2 separate regions of the Xenopus tropicalis genome follow, and region 1 is linked to region 2. The links are chromatin contacts, called in public Hi-C maps. All regions are on one chromosome and are shown on one strand. Each heading gives the region's core, a stretch centred on a gene start, on an enhancer-like site or on the middle of the called end of the contact. The rest is flanking DNA. Distances are from core to core; before and after follow the strand shown. Region 1 has its middle 14 kb from the start of alkbh5. Region 2 overlaps llgl1 (lethal(2) giant larvae protein homolog 1).

What was found. A called contact is a pair of places that touch in the nucleus more often than the background predicts.
Region 1: a contact with region 2 is called in a Hi-C map of liver, with 4 times the contacts expected there. The contact joins two enhancer-like sites. A contact is called at or near these places in 5 of 5 Hi-C or Micro-C datasets (brain, gastrula embryo, liver and 2 more).

What each region holds. Positions count from the first base shown.
Region 1 is chr9:16,048,390-16,053,912 of UCB_Xtro_10.0, forward strand. No RefSeq gene overlaps it. Among named protein-coding and RNA genes, the nearest start is that of alkbh5, 14 kb to the right of the region's middle. Within about 2 kb of position 1,497, at least 7 of the 11 cell types and tissues checked have an H3K27ac peak or open chromatin away from gene starts, as enhancers often do. A contact at or near this core is called in liver, where this site is marked.
Region 2 is chr9:15,995,385-16,001,098 of UCB_Xtro_10.0, forward strand. It overlaps llgl1 (lethal(2) giant larvae protein homolog 1), which reads right to left. Exons shown (of 23, transcript XM_004918068.4): 15 at 5,135-5,288; 16 at 4,892-5,045; 17 at 4,373-4,656; 18 at 2,769-3,033; 19 at 2,538-2,652; 20 at 2,242-2,330; 21 at 2,001-2,124; 22 at 1,526-1,602; 23 at 1-1,268. The coding sequence ends at 1,527. Among named protein-coding and RNA genes, the nearest start is that of flii, 25 kb to the left of the region's middle. Within about 2 kb of position 3,762, at least 1 of the 11 cell types and tissues checked has an H3K27ac peak or open chromatin away from gene starts, as enhancers often do. A contact at or near this core is called in liver, where this site is marked.

The DNA of each region.
Region 1 (5,523 bases), core at 247-2,746, 51 kb after region 2:
CCAGGGCTGTACCTGCTATAGAGGCACTCGAGGGCCCCGTGCCCAGGGCTGTACCTGCTATAGAGGCACTCGAGGGCCCGTGCCCAGGGCTGTACCTGCTATAGAGGCACTCGAGGGCCCGTGCCCAGGGCTGTACCTGCTATAGAGGCACTCGAGGGCCCGTGCCCAGGGCTGTACCTGCTATAGAGGCACTCGAGGGCCCGTGCCCAGGGCTGTACCTGCTATAGAGGCACTCGAGGGCCCGTGCCCAGGGCTGTACCTGCTATAGAGGCACTCGAGGGCCCGTGCCCAGGGCTGTACCTGCTATAGAGGCACTCGAGGGCCCGTGCCCAGGGCTGTACCTGCTATAGAGGCACTCGAGGGCCCGTGCCCAGGGCTGTACCTGCTATAGAGGCACTCGAGGGCCCGTGCCCAGGGCTGTACCTGCTATAGAGGCACTCGAGGGCCCGTGCCCAGGGCTGTACCTGCTATAGAGGCACTCGAGGGCCCGTGCCCAGGGCTGTACCTGCTATAGAGGCACTCGAGGGCAGCAGCTTTAGGGGGGGGTAGCACTTGGGTGCCTAGATGGTAAATAAAAGATCCCACAGCAGGGGTGGCAAGGGGTTGATTGGGTGCCAATAGCAGGGTCGGACTGGGCCCCTGGGTCACCGGGACAGAACCCATCTCCCACTGCCCTCCCTCCTCCAATCATGGCAGGGGGTAGGGGCTGGTAGTGGGTAAGGAGGTTGGCTGCAAGGGCCCCACGGGGGTTTGTGGGGGCCCATGGAGAAGCCCCGGTGGGCCTCGCACCCCCCAGTCCTACCCTGGCCAATACCACTTTCTGTACTTGCCATTGTGCCGAGGGCAACCGGCCCAGCTATAAGCACCAGGCAGAACCCACCAAACAAAGCCAACATTCCGTATCAGAGATCTGTTATTTACTTGTAGGAAACAGTGAGAAGAACAACAGTCTTGTGATTTCCTTGCACGCGGCGTGTGAATCAGTAGCACGACGGTCTGGGTGTCGAAGCAGCAGGCGCGTGACATGACAATGATAAAGAACAATGTCTGGGATAGCCGCGTGCGCAGGAAGTGCTAATGTGCCAATACCCACCCCAGGCACCGCCTACGATAATTAGGAAGTCATTCTGCTGCTTTATAATGGTCACAGAACTGAAAAATGTACAGTGTCTGTTTCCATTCCCTGCACTGCTGGCTCCGACTCCTGAAACAATGTAGCAGAAGCCAAATGATAAACAGGCCCGGGGGAGAACTTGATTTCTGCTGCATTGTTTCAGGAGTCGGAACCTGATTTCAATAGCAATTACATTTACAAATAACTTTAAAACCAGTGGAATGTGTAGAACGGCGGCACTAAATGTTGGAGAAAGTCAGAAATGACCCAATAGCAATAATATGGATTTCGGTTGCTTCCCCTGCTCTTGGGATAGTCTTGTTCTGTTGTAGAAAGAGCTACAGATACAATCTGAACTCCCCGCACCCCCTGTGGATGCAAGGGACTGTAACATTCCAGGCGTCGTCTAGGCAACCGGGGATCGAAAAAAGGTCTCCGTTTTAGTGTATCCATGCCAACGTCACCGGCCAATGGCCTTGCTGCATTTTGGAACGTTCCGCCGCTGGTGCAACGCGCCAGAGGAGCGCCCATGTCTGCCAATGAGATCATTTCTGATTGGCCGAATATTCTAATGCTGAATGTGAGACCCATTTGGCTTGTGGAATGGAGCCCCCCTGCTTCCTGCAGGCTGAGGTCAACATCTGCATCTGATTGTAGGAGAGGCAGAGACTTAACGAGCTCCGAGGACTCTTTGTGGTTGCGTTTCATTTCCACGCTGCCCGCTGCGGCTTCACGACTGCCGTGTTTGCATTTTTAGCGGCAATAAAAGTTAAAAATCTATTTATTCCACTGTTGTATCTGGAGTCAACAAAGGCTCAGCCACTTGGTCATGTGACTTTTGCAAAAAAAATAAATAAAAAAACCCCCAGGAAAATGTAAGCTACACCCCCTTTTTGTCCAGACCACACCCAGTTACGCCTAGACACGCCCTCAATCTACCTGGACCCCTCTCTAGGATCATGTAAGGACTAGCTTGAGGCCCTACAGGGCATATATTTCTATTAGCCATAAGTCTCTGCATGGGCGGCTGGACTGCACGAATCGTGTATTGGTCACCTGTTTAAAAATAAACATCTGACAGGTTGCTATGGGTTACTAGACCTCATGCCTTTTACATTAGTCTCAGAGGTGGTGTTAGGACAGCTACTGCCTCAGGGGCTCCCACACCCACTCAGGGGCCCCCCTGGCTGCTGGTTCATGCCCCCCCAATGCCGACCTAGACTTACTTTGCCGCAATGAGGAAAAGCAGCGGTGCATCGACAGTACTTACAGGTATTGGGTCTGGGTCAGCGGGGCCCACCAGGTCTTTTCCTGGTGTCCCGCTGGCCCAGTCCCACCCTGATTTAGGGTAGAAATTTGCCTCAAACCCCGGCCTTCAGGCTGCCGTAGAATGCTGGGAATTGTAGTTCAGCAACAGTTGTGGTATCTCCCAAAATTGCATTCCCCCCTTCCTTTTAGAATGGGGTCCCTACAATGCCTAAGGCCCATAAATCTATCCATGGCCCTGCTCATCCCAGCACAACTCCTGTGCCAAAGGTCTGTCGGGGGCCAACTCCTCCACCAGCAAGTGTGGCATGGGGTCATTGGTTGTTAGGGGCTCATAGTAATAACGGACCCCTAATATCCAGTTCTAGGGTATGGGCCGGCGCCCTTTGTGTGCTCCAATGTCAGTATATTCACACCGCCAGTCCATAAAGACTGCTTCCAAAGAGATGCACATTGTACTGTATAACTTCATATATAGAGACCAAACAGATGTTGCTGAACTACGAGTCTCACCACCCCACCAACAAGCAAAGTAGAGAAGGGAATATTTGAGGCTGCATGTTGTCTAACCCTTATAGCAACTGTACCTTGTATTTATTGTTATACTTTGTATAATTTATCTATTATTTTAATAACCCCCAGTTTGTATGAATCACAATGCTGATTAGTGCACCAATACAGTGTATACACAGCACCATCTGCTGGGCAAAAGTGGCATTGCAGCAAATGCATTTGTCCCATTTGCAGGGCACATAACCAGCCCTATGTACCCTGCATAACCTGTAGGGCACACTGGCATAACCCACAGGGCATATAGGTTTCTAAACCCTGGCAAGTCTCCAGCTTGGTGCAGACAACAAGTGAGCCATTGGGTGCAGCCACAATAAATAGCACAAGAGGGGGTTCTGATTAGGTCAGCTGACCTCTGGGGTGCATGGGAATTTCACCAGGCGTGGGCCTCACCGGCCGTGGATTAACTCCTTTATGGCACACAAGGCTGGTGGGTTGGCGGTTTGCTACTTTGAGTGTTCGAGGGAAGGAGAGGGGGAGAAAAAATGTTACACACCTTCCCAGCGAAGTTGTTATTGTTGGGACTACAAATCCCACAATCCCCCCGAGTTCAGTAACAATAAACATGGACATTATCATCATGGGGAATGGTCCGTGAGTTCCAGCTGGAAGCGATTCTCCTAAAATTATGTTTCACGTGCTTTAAAGGGATTGTTCACCTTTGCGTTAACTGTTAGTACGATGTAGAATAATATTCAGAGACAATTTGCAATTGGTCTTCATTTTTTTTTAATTATTTTTTTTTTTTAAATTATTCCCCTTTTTGTTCAGGAGCTCTCCGGTTTGGAGTTTCAGCAGCTATATGGTTGGTAGGGTCCAAATTACCTTAGCAACCAGGGTGTGGTTGGAAGGAGAGACTGCTATATGATTAGAAGAGAACCTGTACAGGAAAATAAGTTATAAAAAACAATAATAACATTGTAGCCCCATTTTGAATATTGAAAGAGTCAGAAGAAGGAGGCATATAATTCAAAAACTATTAATAATGAAGACCAATTGAAAAGTTGCTCAGAATTGGTAATTCTGTAACATACTAAAAGTTAACTTCCCCTTTAATGAACCAACACTGCTTTGAATCCTTTTATTGGGGTGTTGGTGTGGGTGCTTGGTGTAGATCAGCAGCTCGCTGGGCATTAACAAGGGACAAATTGGTCACCTGGTATAGCATTCCCAGCAGCCCCAGTGCTACAGACGGCCCAACCAGAGGTCCGAAGAGTGGTGGTGGGGGGTATCAGCATTCGTCTTAAAGCAGCTGTTGGAGCATTCACAGCAAGCCGGCTTTGCACAGGTGTAAGGGGTTATTTTTAGGGATATTTTGATAATTCGGTTTCCATAAATATAAGTTTACCTTTAAAGGCAGGGATATACATTAACCATAAAATGGCTGGTTGTTTAGAACAACCTGTCCTGTTTTGTGAGGGGGAAGGAAACAGAACTCTAATCCTAGCCTTTATATTAGATCCCCTGGGTTCACTGTACTACCATTGTTTAAACTATCGAGCGCCACCTAGTGACCGGATATTGCAATGACCGCAGCAAACTAGACATTAACTCCCTGCCTGCTGTTAAAGCACCACGCCGAAGCCGGGTTGTTTCAAAATAATATATTACATGATTTATTCTTTAAAGCAAAAAAAAAAAGTAATCAGAATCATAGCAAAGTGCTGAACACACAAGAGAAACCCCCCAGAGGAATAATGTTGTTTAGCAGACATGGGCCAAATCAGTATTCATAGCATAAAGGAAGGATCCACAGTCTTTCTAACAGTTACTCGTGGGTTAAGGATCCTTGGTAGGACCTAAGACTATAGACTGAGCAGCTGAGATGCCAAATAGCAATGGCTGTTGCGGAACCTTACTACAGATGGGCACATTCGATAGCAAGCAATAGGGCAGCACCCACCGGCAGGGCATGGATTTATGGTATTCTATTTTCTTTCATCAGGCAAAATGCAGGGTTTATATTCCCTTTAACCCTTCTCCACTATCACCTAAACCACTAAAACGATACAGCTGTAGAAATACACATAGGTGGGCCCCCATGGGGGCCCACCTATGTGTATTTCTACAGCTGTCTCATTTTAGGGGTGCATAAACGCAGCAAGTATACTGTTCTGCACCCTAAGAAGAATGTAAATTGATATTCGTATTAGTACTGCTCCCCCTGTCTTGGTTTCAAGCTATTAGCACTTTTTGCACTGCTGATAAAAATGAATTGGAAACAGCGCCACCTGCTGGCTACATGAATTTGCCTTCACTAGCAGCTCTGTTCTACAAGCAGAGATGAACCTGTATGATTGATGATGAAGGCTTGCAGTAGCGCTGATAGTAAAGGGCCATAGCCTTGCTGTATAATTTAGAAGCACAGCTGCACTAGTCACTGTAAGACACGACTGCAACAGGCCCTCAGTGTTGTCCCCAGCAGCACTCCATCTTGGATCTTGTTCACCCATTTTTTGTGTGTCAGTGACACTGCACATGGTCAGTGAGCTGTTCTAAGCAGCTTAGTAATGGCTAATAAGCCTACAACTTTCATATGATATATTTATACTGTATATCGAGAGTTTGCCCCC
Region 2 (5,714 bases), core at 2,512-5,011:
GGGGGGGGGGGGGGGGAAGTACCAAAATAGCCTTAGAAACATACAAAAATATCTCTAAACACGCCATAGTCGCTATAAATGTTCAGAGTGAGCCCCCTAGAGTGCAGCAGGAATCGGCCAATCACAGTTTGTGTTAGAAAGCAGTCTGTGGCCCCGATGGGCATAGACAGGAGTCAGCTAGCCTAATATTCAGCCTTTCGTTTGCAGCAGAGCGGGCAAGACAATAACTGGCAGCGTTTGCATTCAACCCCACCCCCAACGACACAGCCGGAATAAGAACTCCTCCATCTTGGGGGCGGAGCTCTGTAGGAAACGGTTTTATAGTGGTGCAATACACTTTCTGGCCCCAGTGGTAACAAAAGGATATAAAAAAAAGAAAACAGACGTGCAAGATACAAACATTCCGAATACTCAGGAATGGCTCCTCGAGGGAGGGGCCTAGGCTGTATCATGGCCACAGCCAATCACTGCAGTTTAACCGTGTCCTATTGTAAATCAGAGCTCCATTTTTGTTTTTCTTCACCAGTCTTGGAAACGAGGTGGGGGAAACCAACCACCATTGTGGGGAAAAAAAACATTAAAAACCAAATGACTGAAGCATTCTGGGAGGGGCAGTATCTGCCTGTGAATAATTGTGCTGTTCCCTTAACTTTGCCCCACCCCAAAGGCACTCAAAGAATTATTCGTGCAACATGTGTCTTTATATTCATGGCCGGCCGGCTTGCTCCGCCCACGAGCGAGTCCTCCGGGAATTCTGTACAACATCTTAAGTGCAAACCCAACGGGGGTTTGGTCAGAAGGAATGAGTCTCTGCCAGAGTTCTAGGGTTCTAGCACCAAAGGGTTCTGCTGCAGAGAAGAGAATCTGTCCTACAAGTGTTCTATAAAATATACAAAAAAAAATAATCCCATGAGCCCTTTGCATATCAGTGAGCCTTTGGTGCCCTCAACCGACAGACTTGGGGTTTCCGAAAGTCGTTCTTGGTAGCAGAACCGTCCAGGTCATGACGTGAAGGGACAGAAGAGCCCGTGGGAAGGCCCATCGGTGCTCCAGTGGTTATAGCAAGAGGAACGGGTGGGGCTGCAGATGGAAACTTCGTTAGATTTAGTAGAAAAGCCAACTGGTCTGCGGTTGCGGCCTCCTTGGAACAATCCATTTCCCTCTACAGGTGGATTCAACCAAGAACATCACTTCTTCCAGAAATGGTCCAAAATCAGCATCAAGAACCAGTAGTAGGAACAGGAGGGGCTTCTGAAAGGCTATAGTCCCTGCAAACGGGAGAAAGTGGCGCACACTTACATCCAGACTCATTTTTGCAGTGTATGTTGGGGTTAAAAGAAAATAAATAAAATATTTATAAAGACCAGTGAAACCCCAAAATGAAGTCCTGTACACTGATCTTATGCAGCAGAAGCCCTGAATATTATTGTAGTTTGTTTGCCATCTGGTACAGATAAAGTCCCTTTGCAATCTGGTCTGCGTTCAGCCATTTTGTATCTGCTTAAGCAAAGCCCCACCCATTTACCTTATTTAATCAGTATCTCAGAGGGCAGGGGGTCGTCTGCGGAATTCTTCATGTTCTTTTCAGCTTCCTCTGTTGATCTATAGAAAGAAGCCGTTATGAGGACATTATAATTAAAATCCCGCCCTCAGCTTAATGCCCTCAAGATGTACAAGCTCCACCCCACACCCCCTACAGGCCATGCAAGGTGCTTAAAATGGGGGACTAGAGATCAATGAATGGGGCCTGTGTCGACTATACTGTATATTCAACCGAACAGTACAATTGAAAAGTACTTTAATCCCAACTGGTTCTTCATCTGCCTTCTCTTCCTTTTGCAATTGCACTGATAAGCACCGCCTTAAAACAAACTCTTCCTTCTCTGTAAGCCTGAGACACAGACAACACACCCTGCAATGGATCCTGCCCACCCCGTGGAACTGCAATGCTCATACTACTATGGCAGCCATCATTTCGGAGCGGCCCCCACAAGGCTCACCCCAGTATATCCCTCACGTCCTCCACCGTTATGTCTCCCGTGGTGTCCAGAGTGGTATCCATGCTGTTCATCGGCGAGTCGAGAGGAGAGGGCGAGAATTCTGCCATACGCTCACACCCGTTCCCTGCATGAGAGAAGTGAGGCGTTTCATGAGAATCTTTAAGGACCAACAGACTTTAAATATCCCCCTTTTGCATTGGCCTCACAGTATAGTTATATATGATTGGTTACAGCTCACTACCTTCTGTTGCCTGCTGGCTCGCTTCAGAGTCCCTCAGTATGTGCGTCCCATTGGCCTGGTTGCCCTTCGGAGATGGAGTCATCTTATTGCTGCGACAGAAAAGTTATAATCAGCATCTACAGCCAATCCTGGCCACGGACCCTCCCACGGAATACCAGCAAACCCTGACCAATGAAGCAACTAGAAAGCTTCTGGCCCATGGAAGGAAACTTGCCTGTAGTTTAACCAGACCAGTGTAGTGCTGGGCAGCAATGGCAACCCCTGTGCCACCAAGGGCAACTGCGGAGCCCTCTTACCTGAAGTGTAATGGATCGTGGGGCCGATCAAACTCCACCAGACACACGGGTTCTGTGATGTTCTTGGCACTCAGAGAAAAGCGTTCAAACTCCGAGGGGGAGATCAGGTAAAAGCCTGGGGGTCAGCAAAGAACCGCCATTAGGTCTGGTTACAGGGATATGCCACTTATGTCCTTCAGCCATGACTGTTCTACATCTGCCAATCAGGTTACCCCTCTGCCTTGGCCTCACCTTGCCCGTACTTGGTGAATACGCAGGAGGCGATGCCACTGATGTCCTCCTTCCGTATGCAGTCGTAGCGCACTTGAGGCCGCAGCCCCGGCACAGTGAACACGTGGATGTCCCCCAGATTGGTCAAGCACGCCAAACAGTTCTCGGAGTAGTCGTCGGAAGTGGCACTGGTGAAGGTGGCGAGGGCGACTTTCCTCACGCGGCAGCCCTCGTGGGCAGTCAGCTTAAACTTTGTCTTGGCACTGACCTTGGGCAACGTGAATACCTGGCGAGCGCAGAAGGTAAAAAAAATATAAACCAGGGTTTTCCTCTTAGTTACTTTCCCGATGCCATAATGTTGTGCATTGCAAGTTACAGGTACATTACACCCACCTGTGCACCAGCACCCAAGTAACCAAGTCACTACATAGTTAGCACATACAAACCCACACTGACCTATCTATCCACTCACATACAAACCCACACTGACCTATCCATCCACTCACATACAGACCCACACTGACCTATCCATCCACTCACATACAAACCCACACTGACCTATCTATCCACTCACATACAGACCCACACTGACCTATCTATCCACTCACATACAGACCCACACTGACCTATCTATCCACTCACATACAGACCCACACTGACCTATCTATCCACTCGCATACAGACCCACACTGACCTATCTATCCACTCCCATACAGACCCACACTGACCTATCTATCCACTCCCATACAGACCCACACTGACCTATCTATCCACTCCCATACAGACCCACACTGACCTATCTATCCCCTCACATACATAAACCATATATACCATAATACTATACCCGCCTGTGTACCAGAGTAACTAAGTTGCCAGTACAATATTATACCCGTGTGTGTGTGTGTGTGTGTGTGTGTGTGTGTGTGTGTGTGTGTGTGTGTGTGTGTGTGTACTGCTGTGGGAAGCTCATTTCCGCTGAATCACAGCCCGCGCCACTTCCTTCCTATAACAAAGCAGCAGCTGCTCAGAATGTAAGGCAAGGCTGCAGTGAGGCAAAGCACTGCCAATAATGAAGCAGAATGCTCCAAGCAGCCAGTCTGCCCCATTTGCACCAACCCAGTTATCCAGCTTGGTCTTTTCAGGTCAGGTTTCCTTTGTTTGGTTGGAGTAAAGGAGGGTTGTACAAGGTACAAATTTGGGTTACTTTATTTTTTAAAGGAGACACAAACCCCCAGCTGTCCGAATTAGACACCCCAAACGTAGATGCAACTCTCCCTACTCCCATCTGAGGTGATTCTGGTTCTGGACAGCAGGTAGTAATCTGACGCAAACACAGCAGTTTTACCAGTGCAGGCCAATGGTACATTATATTCTAATTACTTTTATTTTTTGGGGGTTACTGTTCCTTTAGGGTTAAGGCACACAGAGCTATTCTATTGTCTATGGCAGGGGATTTTCTAGAGTGTAGTAGCCGTGAAAAAGTAGCTGCTCAGTGTGTCTTCACCCTTAAGCAATCTGGCCAATCAGCCCACAGGCCACTAGAGCAGTGCAGTTCTGCCGGTCACAGCGCACCATGAAGCCCATGTGGTGCCAGCAGGGCAAATGCAGCTTCATCCAAAACTGACCTTAAACTGTTCCTCGGAAGAGATGAGCACCGAGTGGGTCCCTTGCATGTCCGGGGCTTTGGCCAAATCCTGGGAAACCTCAAAGGGCTCAGGCAGGGGGTTTCCCCGCCCGTCCAGCACTGCGATGGACACTACCGGGGCCCGATGCATGAGCTGGATCTCCTTGCCCAACACAGCCTCTGCCGAGCGGTCCGATAACTTCTCCCTCGAAGGCACCTCTAAAGCGTACGCAAATACAGAGCCGGAATTGGTGCCTGCCCACATGGTGGGGCCGTGATGGATCGCTAAATAACAAAAATGGGTGTTTAGTCTGACAGTGAAAGACAGGAGCACCCAACACTTCCACACCACAATCTGATTGGCTCGTGGGGTGACTTGATGGAGTAGAAGAGGATCGATACTAGTACCAGGGTTCATGTTCCAGACCCCATCCCCAATATATGAACCATTGCCTAAATCCACTGACAGGCAACTATGGGGGAGAATTTGTACGGTGCACGATGAGCCTTAATTCCTTACCGTCCCGTAGGAAAGTGTCTGCAAAATACAAGCAACGCACGACACCCGACAGGGAATCATCGGCCGAGCGGGGCTCAATCCTTCTCTGCACGGGGGCAATGTCAAGGTCATGTGGCCCAGCTTGTTCCGCCAGCTGAGCGTTGGCCTCCTGTAGCTAATAGCAACAAAGAAACAGTAGCAGTTTTATAAGCCGATTAGCCCAAATTTCACCAATATGCACATTTTTCATTAACTGCTCCTTACCCTGCTGGGGGGGCTGCCTGTGTTTGGCCTTTTCTTCCCAGAGACCCTGCTCTTCCGTATCCTGCGGAACGACTGCCGTAGGGACTTCTTCAGGGACTTCACCCTGGATAAGGGACCCTCCATAGCGAGCGAGTCATTGGGGTGCAGAGTGCACCTAGAGAAAGACGACATTTCAGCCCCACTTCCAGGCAAATCACACAGAGTGATGGTGCCCCCCCCCCCAATATCTAGGGAAGGATGGCAGTTACTCCCGGCAGCAGTGATATTCCCGGCAGGGGAAGCCAAACGACATTAGCACCCCCCTGTACAACCCAGAGGGTATCAGGCTACAGAGAGACTGCCAACTACAATCCCAGAGACATCACCCTGCATTATTAATGAGTAACCAATTGATTCCAGGGTTTCATGTCCATCGATCGGATCCGGAGACGATCATGGCAGGTTTGTACACACACTGACTTCCCATCAAGTGGAATTAGGATTGCGGTGCCAGATACATCCCACACACCGCTCATCCCGCACCACAATTAAATCTCTATACACTGGAAAAAGCCTTTGGATAAACACACAGCACCCCGAG